3 separate regions of the Drosophila melanogaster genome follow, and all the other regions are linked to region 1. A link is a contact called in public Hi-C data. All regions are on one chromosome and are shown on one strand. Each heading gives the region's core, a stretch centred on a gene start, on an enhancer-like site or on the middle of the called end of the contact. The rest is flanking DNA. Distances are from core to core; before and after follow the strand shown.

Region 1 (4,981 bases), core at 1,277-3,776:
GCCTCTGCGGTTGGAAAGTTGCTTAAATAACGTTTACTTGTCGTGCTTCCTGTTGTTGTCGATGATGTCGTTGTAGTATTAATCATTGTAGTCTGTTCCTGCACTGAAACCTGTAAAGAACGCCAATCAACAAGACGAAACTCAAAAGGCAATGTGCCGCAAACCTTTCGCATAAACGCCAACTCTGTGTCTCAAGTGCACTTGGCAATTTGTATAAGACTCTCCATATCCTTCTGCACCCCATACAACTCCGAAAGATGCTTGGCAAACACACCATTCACCTCACTCAACTTTGCAAGCTAAAAACAAAGTTTCATTAGCAAATTACTCAACATGATTATTATGCTTTACCCACCGTTTGGTCATTGGACTTTTCACGTAGGCTAATATTGGCCGACTTAAGCTCAAGTTCCTGTTGCATAAGTTCCTTCTGTAGTTGTTCTGTCCGCGCCTTGAGCGTGGCCACCTCACGACGCAGTTCGTCCTCTGTGGCGCCTCCTCCGGCTGCAGCCACAACCCCGCCGCCCACGCACAGCTGCTCCATATCTCGTTTGAGGCGAATATTCTCCTCCTTGTAAGTGTGCAGCTGGCGCTTCCATTCGTCTACATTGGCAGTTGATTCCTTTGGGAGAAAAAGGCCAAAAACGATCAGTTTCAATAAATGTGAGCTTATCTTATTGCTTACCTGAAGAGCACTAGTCAGCCGTATATTGTTGTTCTTCAAGGTAGCCAGCTCGATTTCCCATTTCTTGGCATTGGCGCAGCTGAAAAGAAGGCATTATTGCCTTGAGCCAATGACGGTCAACGCTTTGCTTACCTTTGTGCCAGTGCCATTTTCAGACGCTCGTTCTCGTACTTAAGCTGCTGCTCGGCGGTGGCGCCGGCTCCAGGACCCGTGTGCATGCCCACAATGCTTCCGCCAGACGAGATGGTCACTCCACCGCCACCAGTTACCCCTGAAGTGGGCTGCGGCGAGGGCGTGGCCGATCCGATGTCCGCCTTGACATCGCTGGTATTTAGAAGCTTGTGGGAAGGACTGTCCGGATTGGCGTTCTGGGTATTCGTGTTGCTCATGTTGGGCGGCTCCACAGTGTGCGGATCGATGGCTGTGTTGTCGTTCTGCATGGAGCCCACAGCTCTCCCGGAAATGGGCGACGTGTTCGCCGAGGTGGTGGGCGTGACGGCATTCGATCCGTTGGCCGATTTCATGGCATTCTTGGTGGCCTCCTTGACCTCCTGGAACTTCTCTACGAACTGTTGAGCGATATGATTAGTATATAAATATGTGAGACATATGCTAACCACTCACCTTGGTCAATTCCGCCTCTGAGGCAAATCCCAAGCCGTACACCGTGTTTGCCCGCACATCGCTCCACTGGCCGAACTTCTGGGAGGTCTGGGTGAAGGTCATGTTGGGTGTGATCGTCGAGTTTATCACCGCCTTGGTGCCCTCGACACTGATGATGCGGTACAGATTTCGCGAGCTGTCGTAGAAGAAGCTAACGTTGACCGCCTTCATGCTGGCCGTGATCCAGGTGCGCTTCGTCTTCGGATCGATGTGGAAGACGTGCGCCTGGCAGGTGAAAATCGGTTGTTCGCTAAGGGTCATAAAGGGATTAAAGCGACAAGCGTGTGATTAATTAAAAATTCCATTTAGAGCAGGCAATAAATTGTGCTTCTGTGCTCGTGTGAGTAAACTATGGCAAAGCATTCTTTTACTGTGGTTTATTAGTCAACAGGCACTGTGTAATGCATTTATAATTAGTAGTCCTTAAGTCCCAGGATAATCCTCGTGGTCCTTATTTGATAAAGTAGGTCGATATATGTTTGTTTTTTGCGATCTGGCCTGATGCAATGACAGTTTGTTGCGGGGCGCAGGGCCCCCATCAAATCAATTCCGTATCCGTGGTAGCCTCCAGTGCCTTTATTTGTACACATATACATATATATATCTTATCTATTACCTATCCGCCGACATCGTTCGCTGAGCTCTATAACTTGTGTCTTCCCGTTATCGCTGGCGACTGTCGACCGCCGACTAAATTGCATTATGTGCTAAGCCTTTTCCGCAGCCTTGCTTGTGATTTTTGATTCTCGGGCGGAAAACACGCACGCACACACCTGCACAGTCACACACACCTGCACACCCACACACATGTAATTGGCCTGCCCACGCGTGTGCGTGTGTAGGTGTATGTTTGTGTACATATATATGTATGTATTTACGCCGCCCGCTACACACAGAACGGCAGCAACAACAACAACATCATAGGGGGGAGATGTCAGCTAGTTCGGCGTCGATTTTTCCCACAGTAAAAACGGCAGGTTTAGGCCGGTTTGGCCGCGCCCATCGGTCTTACCCCATTGTATTCGTTCTTTGGCGCTGACTGAGTGCTTCCGCAGCAGTTTATACCAATGCTAGTCGGTTTTACTTATGAATTTCACGGTTAAAAAAAATAAAACACAAATGTCTAGAGCTGGAACCAAAATCGATGTTTGTATGGTGCTATCGATGTTTTTACTGGCTCAACACCATCGATGATTTATTTATTAGCTTCCAAGCATCGATAACACATGAGCTCGTATAAGAGCAATGATTCTTATCGAATAATTTAATCGCTGTAAAGCGAATTGCAAATTAATTAAGATAAATAAATACTAAATATGTTTGTCTGTAAGGCACCATAACAATGTAATTTTTTCAAAAACATGTGTAGCTGTTGAAGCATTGCATTTAAATGACGGAAGTTACAAAATAATTTCAGATAAAAGTGATAAGTTTTTTTGACTGTCTAGTTGTGCGCCTACATGTAGTTTGAATATTTGTTAGATATGGTTTTCTTTGTGCGGTGTGGCAGCATTAGTTTTAGTACACATTTTTCTAATACTTGACGATAGGTCAAATGGCAACTCCTGATCGGCAATAATATTTGCATATAATTTAGCTTTGAACATAAATAGACTGCCACAAAAACTTTAAAACAACACATTTTACTTCTATATTTTTTGGACGAAATAGAACCACTGAAAAAATTCATGAAATGTAGTACATTTTGTAGTGAAGAACCAGGGTTGGTTTACGGATTTTAGCCGTTTTGCCATCTGGTAACACTGACCAGTTTCTCATCGTTAAAAAATCCATTTGGAATTCGGTTTATTTAATTAAAAGCAGCCGGGACACCTATGCGAAGGGCAAAAAGCGGCCAGAGTTGTTGTTGCTGCTGCTGCCCAGCCGCCGTGCGATCGATCGGGGTACGTGTTCCGGCGTAACGAGGAGTACGAGGCGATTTTCTCGCAGCCTCTTTTTTTTCACACGAACGCCGTCCCACTAAACCGAAATTTCAGGTGAAAAACTCATTGGAACGCATTTAAAAGCGGCGTAAGCTCGCACCTGCTGCTCGTTTAACCCTGTTTCGGGTATATGTGATTGCAAAATGCGACAGCGACACACCTAGGCACACAAAATATGCCAGTTATGCGAAAGAGAAAAAGTACTGTGCCTGTGTGCGTGCGCGTGTGAGTGTGTATGCCGTGCGTGTGCCCCCGCCTGCGACAGTGTGCGTATGTGTTGGTGTAGAAAACTTGTTATCAATGCGGCGCCTATGATAAGTCTCATTAGACATGTTTCTCCCACTATGCTGGGTATTTCAATTGGAATGGCTAGCGAACGTGTGTGTGTGTAGTAAAATATCCGGACTCCATAGAATGGACATTTTGTATGAATTAATTGAATTTACTTTATAAATTCAATTAACATAAAGAATTTGATTTTATGCAGAAGAAGCTACAGCATTAAGTATCTCCCATATGCGGAATCACAGACAAAAATTCAATCACGCCAATTCATTTATGATCAAGGATCAAATTCAAGAAACTTTAGAAAAACGCGTCTAGTTTTTGTGCTTCGGTAACAGCGATAGTGGTACAATCTCCGCACAAAATGTACCTACAGCCAAAATCCTGTAACCTTTATTCCCCTCTCTGTCTCGCACAGTCTGGCGGCCCCAACTAAATAATGTGGAACATGATGTGCGACGTAATGCCCACGATATCCGAGGATAGCATCTCGCAGCGCTCCTCGCAGTTTAGCGGGGAGGATGCCAACTTTGAGCAGCTGATGGTCTCCATGCTGGACGAGCGGGACAAGCTGATGGACAGCCTGAGGGAGGCGCAGGAGCGGCTTAACGAGACGGAGAACAAGCTGCGTGACGTCGAGAAGGAGCGGGACAGCCTGCAGCGACAGATTAACGCTAATCTGCCGCAAGTAAGTGGCCTCTGCATGCTGATACCGCAGTTTACCTAAAATCTTTTCCTGATCTTTCTAGGAGTTTGCCACCCTGACCAAGGAGCTGACGCAAGCGCGGGAGACCCTTTTGGAACGTGACGAGGAGATTGGGGAGCTCAAGGCGGAGAGGAATAATACCAGGGTAAGTGATTTTCGAAAATTTAGATCCTTGGTATTTCAATTACTGAGACAATTGAGTAATGGTTAGATCAGGTAGATCATGACAAGATTTGCTAGACTAATTTATTAATTTAGGTATTATAGCCATTGCTAAATTACATATCCCATTGTTATTCAAACAAGAAACAGTTGTAGGTACTTGCTTTTGCGAATTAGTCACATATACCGGGAACAATACAAAAGTTTACTCTGTCCGTCTTCATTTTTATTTCGAACATGGCTTGTCTATTTGTTTACTTATCAGTGACTATACAAACATTGTTACAGCCTTTTAAGAATTAGTTCTTTGTATTCACATCCGTCTTAAACCATAAAAAGTGAAGTAAACTGTATTTATAAGTCCTTTCCGCTTCATTGAATATCAAGAAAATCAGTTTTAATTAAATTTCTACGGTAATTTTACTTTTAAAGAGACAATTTAAACGTCGGTTACTGCGTGAAATAATATATTTTTAATGATCTAACTTGACTATTTCAGCTTCTCCTCGAACATCTGGAGTGCTTGGTGTCCCGCCA
Region 2 (4,981 bases), core at 804-3,303, 230 kb after region 1:
TTCTTCTGGGACGATGTGGATGACACTTTGATTATTTTCAGCGGTGGCTGACCATTGCAATCCTCTGGCACTCCAGCGAGCTGAAGCAGAACTTCATTGGCCACCAACTGCTCCTCACGTTCGGTGAAAAATGCTTGCTTATATCTCGGATCCAAATATGTGGCCATCAAAAAGTTGATGTCGCTAGTGATGTGGGCGAACTTCATTTCCAGTTCTTCAAGCAACTTTCTGGCGAAACTGCATATAGTCTAGACATTCGAAATATTAGACAATACTTTATGGTTTTATCTACTGCAACTTACCACAGATGAGACAAAGTTATGGACATCTGTTCGGAGGGAATCCCGTAAAGCGGCAACCAGCGGGATTACGGATGAGGTGGTCGTAGATGGATTGCTCCATATCTTGATTGTTTCTTCACAAGGCTGCATTACTTTGCTGCACAAATCGATCTCTATCCATTCATCTGGATATATTTGGACCAGACTATACTCTTCGCAGTACAAGGATAGAGCATCTTTCATTCGAAACACGCTGCTCATCATCTGAAAAGCGGAATTCCATTGACAGGGATCGTAAGGTGTAAGTGTGCACGGGTCTCGCGTCAAGCGGATCTCTTGAATGAATTTCAGATGATCGTTGGCCATCTTAGACGACGCAAAATGGTCAACTATTTGCTTGCACTTGGATGAAAGGTTCTGCAGTAATTCGTTCGATTGCAAAGCAAATCGAACGCACATCTGCAGGCGGTGCACACTGCAATCGGGCAGGGAACCTGGCAGCGCCGTCATCTCGTCCCTGATTACGCAGTGTATCTTCTCTTTGGGCACCTCAATGGCCAAGCTGGGCACAAGATCTCGAATGCAACAAGCTAGCTTCGAAGTGCTTTCGTAATTCAGAGCCTCGCATTTCAGCATTAGGCGGTGAGTCTGAAAATCCCTTGATATTCCGGAGCAGGACAAGCTCAGCAGTCCTTCGCCTTTGTCACCACGCCAGAGACTCGTAGACAACGATATGGCATCCAGCAGATCCACCTGTTGCTTCAAATGCTGATGCATTTTCCTTTGTATATCCTCGCACAGTATCTTCTCATAGTAGCTCCTTGGTTGAATCGTGTACCGCGGCTGCAGCGTCCTAATGAAATTTACGAATCCTGGTCCTTCAATGAACTCAAAGGAGTGATTTAGTAGCATGAGGGCCAACTTCTCATCACAGCGTTTGCTGTAGGATATATCCTCGGTGTCCAATGGATCTGAATCTGTTTCCTAAAATGATTAATAGAATAATTTAATGCATCAGATTAGTGAAAAACGCATAATTTATAAAAATATAATACTAAGACCATAACAGTACATTTTTAAAACCTCCTTAACTACACTTTATAAACACAACACATGTTTGCCGATCTAGCCAAACGCGGATAAAAATCCGCATCCGCTGTTGCTATATTAGTAAAAAGTTTTAAATAAGAGAAGGCATAAATTACTTTATGAACTACCAAAGAAACTATATTTGAATGGAAACTTAAGTTTGGGGAAACCATCTCCACATGACAGAATATCTAGAAGGGCATGTACCCCGATTTCACATAAGGTACACTTCTTGCACAGTACATATGCATGTACATAGGTATGTATGCACATCTATATGCTATCCCACTTACGTGCAGATTCAATTCTAGCTGGGCTGTGGGGTGCTGTGGCGAACCGATGGAGATCTCGCTCTTAACCAGGTCCAGGTACTTTATGTCCCCGGATAGAGATAGGAACTCCGGTGGGTGCTTGCTCTTCAGATGATTCCGCAGACATGTTGTGCCGCGTCCTCGCCTCGAGTAGTTCCTGTTGCACAGCAGACAGGTGGCCACTGTGCCGGATGTCTTGTAGAAGTACTGCCACACATTGCTTTTCTTCTTGCTCATCGCTGCAATTCTTTGGTAATTCTCAAATTGTACATTTTTTGCGGATGTCCACATCCGCCTCTACATCCGTTCTGCGGCAGAGTTCGACATCCCTGGCAGATATCGATAGGCCCATCGATGACCATCACTAATATGCTGCAATCAGTTTTTGGCGCGCCAAAGCAGCTGTTGTTTTTTGCATTCGAGGTTTTTGAGGCATTTGCAAATTCATTCGTTAACTAGATAATGCCCTGTGCGATGGAGCTGCCCAGCACGCCCGATGAACTGGCCGCCCAGCAAGCGGACAGCGCTGCACTCAAGGACTTGCTCAAGGATCCCAGTCGTTGGCACTCGATTCCCCTGCTCAACTACACGCCTCTTCACAAGCTGAAGGATCAGACTCTGGTGCGCTTTCGTGGAATGATCCAGGACATGATGGACCCAGAAATCTATCTGGAGCGCTACGAAGTGAAATCCGCCGACGGCAGCAAACGTGTACAGGAAGGAAAGTACAGGGACTGCTTGAAAATAGCCAATGGCGAAGTGATTGACTACAACGCCGATGGAAACGTGCATGGAGAGAGGCGTACCATGTTCGTGGTCTCTGTGCCTGGTCTGAACGATTGGAGCAAGGAGCATGAGAAGCTGTGCTGTCCCCAGATCGATTTGGCCAGTCTGGGTCAATCTCCCAGTTCAGCCAAGAAGCGGACTATTGTAGGCGAAGAAGAAGCCATGGATGTGGACGTTGCGAGCGAAACAACGTTCAAGCGACCCTGCCTAAAAGAGATTCAAAAAGATAGCGAGCCAGTCGGCGCCTCCAAATCCTCTGTTCTTGGGTCTGATTACCTGATTAACTCGCCTCTGCCGGATCGTCCCAGCATGGCATGCATGGTAAAGGTTTACGAGGAGTTCGATACCTACCAGCTTAACTCGCTGGTCGACTTTGTGGGCTTTCTGTCAGTGGATGCTTCACTAGACGCCGCTACCCTGGAAATAGACGATTGTGAAAACTTGAGTGAACTGCAGGCAGCTCATCCATCGCCATTTCTTATACCCCGCCTGCATGCCTTCGGAGTCCAGGTGCTGCCGCATGCCAATCCGCTGCTGGACAAAAGCCTTCGACAGCCAACGGAAATATGTGAGGAGACGTATCCAACCCACCTTGCTGTGCACAAAGATCTGCGCATGCTTCTTAAACTCTGCCTCTTTGATGACGATCTGGCTGCCGAGTATTTGCTCTCCCACCTAATATCTACGGTCTACAGTCGTTCTGAGATGCAGAGCATCGGCAAGTTCGCCCTTAACCTTTGTAATCTCCCTAAGAATTGTGAGGCGTATGCAACCAAGTTGTATCAAATTCTGGAGCTGCTACTGCCGGCCAGCCATTACATGCCCATGACTCTCGTCACACTAAACACGGCAGCCTTTGCCCCAAAGTAAGTTGGCTAAGCAGAAATAGTATAAAATTGAATACCTATTAATGAGTACTTGCAGGAAGGATTATGAGACAAACAAGCTGGTTTCCGGCGTACTACAGTTGGCTCCCCATACGCATTTGGTGCTCGACGAGACGTGCATGCAACAGGGCAAGCTGGAGGCCAATGGTGTTCATGCCGTTCAGCATTTAGCGCACTTGATCAATAATCAGGAACTGAAGTGCGACTTTCAGTATTACCAAATAGACTACCAAGCAAATATTCCAGTTCTCGTGCTCAGTGAAGGGCGAAGTATGTTGCCGGTAAGAATATAAGTTTATATAAATAATCATTATATCCAATAGAAACTATTAATGATATGTTTTCAGAGCGATTTTGTGCTGCCCATTAATGCCGATTCTAAGGCCGTGGAACTTGTTGATGAATCTCTAAAGGCAGCCCACCACTATCTGCAGCCATCACGTCTGCAGCAGTTTCGCAAGTACTTGACCACAGCGCGCACTAGCGGCTTCAACGTGAGCGAGGAGCACACTGAAATGATCCAGCAGGATTTCGTGGACATGCGTAAAGCTAATGTCAAAAGTAATGCCGATGATCTGCATGGATTGCTGGTCCTCTCACGGCTGCTGGGCATCGCCCGGGGGAAGGATACGTTGGACAAAGAAACATGGCAGCTGGCTACGGAGTTCGAAGCAAAGCGTCGCCAGCGTATTCAATCTCTGCCGAAATCATCTGCCCAATTGCGCAATTAAGAGGGCCTCTCTTTTATACCATTTAATATTAAGTTTTTATAAATAAAATAGAATTTTTTAAAATTATTCTCTTTATATTTAATTTGTAGCTTTACAGGCAAGTCTAGTAATTTAGTACTCAAGTAAATGGGACTCTAGGAGCGTCATGACTCTTGGTCCACTACAACTTCATGACTTAAATGCTCGAAACGCCCTTCGATTAGCTGACTGGCCAGGCAATCTCCGCACAGATTAAGGTAACAATAACAACTGTTACAACGCCATTGGGTCCTGGTCACAGATGCCTCTTCGCACTCGGCACACTTGGCGGCCAGCAAGTCTGGCTCATATCCGTCCTCCATTTCCCGTTTCTCGTCCTGAATGGCTGATAGAAGCTTAAGGCATAGTTCCTGTTTTCGCTTTGACTCCGCATTCAGATCGGCATCCATGTACTCGGATTCGATCTTTGGTTCGATCTTGGATGCCGGCATAAGGAGCATATCGCTCGCAGGCGATGGGATTCGCAGGTCGTCAAATGTGAAATCGTCCTCTGGCATTTGTAGCGATATATTATGAGCGGGGAAGAAGGTTGACTTGCGAAGTTTGATCTTCGGCTTACTCAAACCAGGACGTCGATGCTTGGGTATGCGACCGGGCACAGGCATTCCGGCATCGTGCAGCTTTTGGAAATACTTCTGGACACGACTATACACTTGCTGTGCCGTTCTGTTGCCCAAGGCCTTCGCTATCTTCCCGAATCTGCGCATTTCCACTTCCTCTGGCGGATACTGGATGAGCAGCTGCTCCAAGCGACTCTGCTCTTCGTTGGTCCACAAGCGATTGAAATTCTCCGACCGTCCATTGCTCCTGTCCCGATTCTTGTTCGCCTCTTGCGTCCATGAAGACGCATCGGTCGG
Region 3 (4,981 bases), core at 1,020-3,519, 130 kb after region 1:
CATAGCTCCACATCAAAACATATGTATGCATATATGCGCTACATATGTCGCGACCTTTTGGACATGGATTTGCCTTGCCTCAAGGATTTTCCCTCAGCCATAAGGAATTGTGTTCTGTTGACAGTAGTTTTTGGGGTGAAGGTTAGTTAGCATTCTCGAAGCAGGACAAGGCAAATAGATTCATGGTATGGTAAAGTCGCGATTTGTACAGGAAGTAATGTAAGTCCTTAAAGTAAAGTCAAGGAAATGAGTTGAGACTTATTTTTGAAAACAATATTTATGAGTGCAAGAGCACTACTTCATTATTCAACCAACAACATATTATTTCTAGCAAATCTTGTAATATTTTATATAATACTTTAAATATCATTGCAGTTATCTTCTATATACACCTAAGATAAATCAATGCCTAGCACATATCCCTAGTTCGACTCATTCGGCTCCCATTGACAAAGTCATTAGTTAACATCCCTCTGATCTCAAAGCAAACAGGGTGACCACGACTTCCCAGGACCGAACCAAATGAACCACAGATTAATCCCAAAGCCACGACGACAATTAATATGCTGCCATATCCACGCCCGAAAAAAAAAAAAGATGGGCAAACCGGTCAGTGGAAAAGAGATTAGAACAGTCAAATGACTTTAAATTAAGCCGATGTGCGTCTGTCCGTCGATTTAATTAAAATCAAAACAAAATCTTTGCCCGCCGACACGCCCCTTTTGGTGGCAGCAAATAGACAAATAATAAAACCATAAATAATGCAAAACAATAAACGAGCAAGTATTCATAAATTATTAACGCAGAAGCTGCTGGCCGACAAAAGGCAGCGCAAATACCCAAAATATTTTGCCAAAGCATTTAGAAGGACAATGAGGCACGAACCAGATGACAGAATCCGGGGTAGAATAGCAAATCCCCGCAGCAAATAATTGAGCCTCATAAAGGAAATATCATTCATTGATTTTCCCCCGGCAACCACAACAGATTCTCGACCTCTCATCTTTCCCAGCAAGTGGATGAAGTCGTCGGGCGGTTGCAAATGGTCCTTGGAATGGGAATGGGCACGAGCATGGGTTGGCCAGTGGTGGTGGGTCATGGGGCTTCATTTAGCTGACTCTATGGACAGCTGACGAAACTATCCACCTAGCGGCGAAGGAAGACTTTCACATGAATCCCAAATCTATGCCCCGTCATGATTTGCACAAAAAACTTGAGCTGGCAAATTTGTCAGTGGGCACAAAGGACGCGGCAAAGAAGAAGATGAGGGAAGCGGAACGGAAAAAATCTAAGGACGAGTCAGGGAGAACAAATGATAAATTATTGAGGGATTTTCGTTAATTTGATGACACTGATGATGGCCAAGGCCAGATTATCCTGACTGCCGAATTTTGATTGGGCCAAACAGGGAACAGAAGACATATCTCATAAAATAATTTGTAATGATTTCAATTTTAATAGATATAGATATACTTATGTTCGATTAAAATCTTTTTGTTATAGGCGTAGAAATTTAAATAGCACCATATGTCAGCTAATCGAGAGTATTTTTATAAGCTTATCAACATAATTTTACCAATGTCTTCAAAGCTAAGACGATGAAATACACTTTTAATATATATAATATAATATAATAATATAATATAATATAATAATATAATAATAATATATAAGATGTTAAACGGAATCCCGTTTTTATAAAGTGAATGTTTTCAAACTATTACTTATTTCCATATTTAATAAGTGAAAGTTTTCTATTTTCGAATTGGTATTAAAGCAATAAGCTGAGTATATAGGTATTTATTTTATACTTATGGCGTAAGGCATGGAAATATAATTTATTGAAAGTCAAATTCTTGGTGTTTTTAACTTAATGAACTGATTATACATATTATTTATCACTCTTATTCTTTATTTTACTTCTTTTTTCGAGAGCATTAGTCGCAAGTGCGTCTTCGCTAGCTTTGGAATGTGTACTCGCTAATATGGAAGTATGTACACACTGCATAGAATGAAAAAACGCTATCTTATTCCAGAACCTCAAATCTTGTACAGCTTGAACTCTTTTAGACATGTTTATAAATGGCTGAAGTTGCTTATGTTAATAGGAGTCTACGATTAACTGTCAGATTCCAATAATCCGATCAAGTGGCATCTTTTAATGCACAAGTTTAAATGGTTTGCCTAACAGTCACGATAATATATATCAAATGGTTGGCAACGCGATACGTAGCATTCTGAGTTGACCCGACAATGAACTGGTATCTATTTAGTAGCCAGTTAGTATTTTATTGGGGCGGTCACACTGATCCGTACCCAAAAACAATCAACCGATGCGAAAAGCATAACAATTCGAAAGTTTAAAATTCGGTCAAGATGAGCGCCTATTATCGGCGCGCGGCGTTGCGGAAGAAGAGCCCAAGCCGAGGGTCATCCTTCGAGTTGGAGATGAACGAGTCTGGCTACACATCCTTCCTGGCGCTGCACAATTCCACCGCGGAGACGCCATTTTTATTGGAGGACGCTGAGGGCGAAAACTGTCGCAATGCATCGAATACCACAACATTCTTTCGGGGGCTGAACACGCCCAGTGGCCACCAGGAGCAGGACCTTTACTGGGGCAAGCCCTATCCCAGAACACAGCCCCAAAAGAAATTTTCCGCGGAGGAGGAGCCTTTCTCTATGACTCCGCGTCTGCAGGATGAGCATAGTCTGCCCAAGCGACGCAAGAAACACTTTCAATCGCCACACAGTAGCCCCAAGAAGTCCAAAAAGCTGCTCTTTCCCCACATAGAAGAACCGCCCAAGAATCGCTTCTACGGCGGTGTCGAAAAGCTGGATATCGTGGCCAAGCTGGCGCAATGGCAACCGGCACTGCAGTGCATACTGCGTCATGTGGGCGCCCACACGCTGGACGTGATGACCAAGGTATCGCCGGCCTGGAAGCAGGCTGTTTATCGCAGCCAACGCGACTTGGAGCGCCTACAGAACCACCGACTCAAATTGAATCTAACCAAAGAGAATCCTCACGTGCCCAAGCGGTGCAGCCATGTGCCCAAGGCAAACCACACAGTGCCATTGCAGACCTCGAACCATAGCAGCCTGGCCAACAGCGCCGCCTCGCTAATGGACTCGGGCAACTCGAGCATCCACCTGATGGACGTGGATGCCGGAAGGGTGCTGCGCGAGCAGACGCAGCGCGTCAAGTGTCCGCGATGCGGTCGAGGCAGCCGGGTTTTCATAAGCGAGGCGGCCAAGTGTGGCGAAAACCTATTGTCGCAAACTCTGCCTATTGGACGTACAACCAGCACATTCCCCTGCATGACGGGTCCGCCTCTCAAACGCTTCCTGTCCCTGGATCTTGACGAGGTCAGGACTTCACCGCAAGGACCGCCATATAACTTCGCCGAATGCACCAGTGTCATCTGCCAGTTTCGGTTCTGCGTCAACTGTCTGTGCAAGTCGCATCCCGGCGAGCGTTGCCTGGTCACCGAACTGGACACACCATCCAAACTGATGATGCCACGGGAGCGACTGACGCCGCCACAACGTGCCCAGAACCGTGATCCGAAAATCACAAGGAAGAACTCGCTCAAGCGGCTCTGCTTTTAGCTTTATCATAGGCTTTTAACTATTACGATTAGTATTCGATTTTTTTAAATCTCATTAATTTCGTATTATGTCCATCGCATTAAGTTCCATTTCATCACGTACATTCATATATATGTTTTTAAATCGTTCCATGTAAGGTTTGTCGGAATTCTGTACCTCTGCGAGATTAAGTATTTTTTACACATGCAAAATATATAAATCATTTTTAGAACTATAATTGTTATAATTATAACTGGGGGAAAGTGATTCCTGTTTATTAACATGTAAGGCTTTGTTATTATACATCATTATAACAGGCTTCAAAGGCAGCCTTAATATGTTAGGCAAGTCTTAAAAATATTTTATTATTATTGATTGCATTGCATAAAATAAATTCAAACAGAAAATGTTTAAAATCAGCTGTAGTATACTGGTTTGGGTCTTGGCTAACGCCAATGCGCGCTATTTACCGTAAGCTACTTTGTGTACTGCCAAGAGATCTTTGGCCACACCAACAAAACACGTGTGGAGTGCGGTTGCCGCACATTTATTGTTCTCCGTTTTTACCTTTAATTAACTTGAGAAAAAAGGAAAAAACGATCATCCAAAATGAGTACTGCGTTGGCACAGCAGCTGCAGAAACTGGCTGCGCCGCAGTCGTCGGTAACTTTGGCAGATGCACGAAGTCGCGCCTCCATACTCTTCGATCCCAAGGAGGCGGCCACCAAGGATCGGCGGTCCATTTATGAGATCGGGTTAACGGGACTGCAGGAGCTGACCGACTTTAATCCGGCCTTCAAGGAGTTCCAGCTAACGTTGTTCGATGAGGCCACATTGACGCTGGAGCGTTCCGTGGAGCTGCCGGAGATTAACAAGATGCTGGACGCGGCCATTGCAAAGTTTCTGCGCCTTCTTTCGCCGTACCTTCTGCTCCGCCCCGCACACATGGCCTTCGAATGGTTGCTGCGACGATTCCAGGTTCACGAGTATAACCGTAGCGAAGTTATGGCCCTGATTCTGCCCTATCACGAGACAATGATCTTTGTCCAGATCGTTAAGACCATGAGGCTCCGGTCATCGGATGGCGACTGGTACTGGCTGCGCCCGTTGCAGCGTCCTGGCGTTCCGCTAGCCAAGACTGCTATTATTAACAGAGCCGCCAGCAATCCCGCCTTCCTCGGCTTCATCTGCCAAAGTACCCAGAAGGCGGTTAAGGAACTGGGTCCTCGAGCCCACCAACTGCAAGCCCAGATCAACTTCTATGCCACCGTCGTAGTTGGCGCCCTGCAAACGGCCAAACCACTGCAGGACTGGCACATCACCACTATTCTGGAGTCGCTGCTTCGTGGCCTGATTTCCGATAATATCGACTTTATGGCGGCCGCCTATG

The links. A called contact is a pair of places that touch in the nucleus more often than the background predicts.
Region 2: a contact with region 1 is called in a Hi-C map of the Kc167 cell line, with 2.6 times the contacts expected there. The contact joins the promoter of CG3430 here to the promoter of homer in region 1. A contact is called at or near these places in 34 of 107 Hi-C or Micro-C datasets (the D17-c3 cell line, the Kc167 cell line, the ML-DmBG3-c2 cell line and 9 more) and 2 of 6 datasets of contacts at active chromatin or transcription factors (both in the Kc167 cell line).
Region 3: a Hi-C map of the Kc167 cell line shows a contact between it and region 1, with 4 times the contacts expected there. The contact joins the promoter of Rca1 here to the promoter of homer in region 1. A contact is called at or near these places in 42 of 107 Hi-C or Micro-C datasets (the D17-c3 cell line, the Kc167 cell line, the ML-DmBG3-c2 cell line and 15 more) and 3 of 6 datasets of contacts at active chromatin or transcription factors (the Kc167 cell line and the S2 cell line).

The regions. Positions count from the first base shown.
Region 1 is chr2L:6,720,833-6,725,813 of dm6, forward strand. homer (homer,) reads right to left here and starts at 2,527. Exons shown (of 7, transcript NM_001273221.1): 1 at 2,361-2,527; 2 at 1,310-1,598; 3 at 818-1,254; 4 at 686-764; 5 at 356-622; 6 at 165-299; 7 at 1-110. The coding sequence starts at 2,365. The coding sequence ends at 192. Liprin-alpha (Liprin-alpha,) reads left to right here and starts at 3,071. Exons shown (of 15, transcript NM_001273224.1): 1 at 3,071-3,252; 2 at 3,346-3,557; 3 at 3,995-4,264; 4 at 4,326-4,427; 5 at 4,944-4,981. The coding sequence starts at 4,016.
Region 2 is chr2L:6,954,955-6,959,935 of dm6, forward strand. CG3430 reads left to right here and starts at 2,054. Exons shown (of 3, transcript NM_080707.4): 1 at 2,054-3,333; 2 at 3,392-3,635; 3 at 3,702-4,150. The coding sequence starts at 2,144. The coding sequence ends at 4,085. It overlaps CG13775, which reads right to left and starts at 1,996. Exons shown (of 3, transcript NM_001298765.1): 1 at 1,664-1,996; 2 at 303-1,265; 3 at 1-248. The coding sequence starts at 1,918. Atac1 (Ada2a-containing complex component 1) reads right to left here. Exons shown (of 1, transcript NM_135244.4): 1 at 4,145-4,981. The coding sequence ends at 4,229.
Region 3 is chr2L:6,850,046-6,855,026 of dm6, forward strand. Rca1 (Regulator of cyclin A1) reads left to right here and starts at 2,270. Exons shown (of 1, transcript NM_057866.3): 1 at 2,270-3,821. The coding sequence starts at 2,377. The coding sequence ends at 3,612. l(2)k09022 (lethal (2) k09022) reads left to right here and starts at 4,097. Exons shown (of 4, transcript NM_135235.3): 1 at 4,097-4,981. The coding sequence starts at 4,201.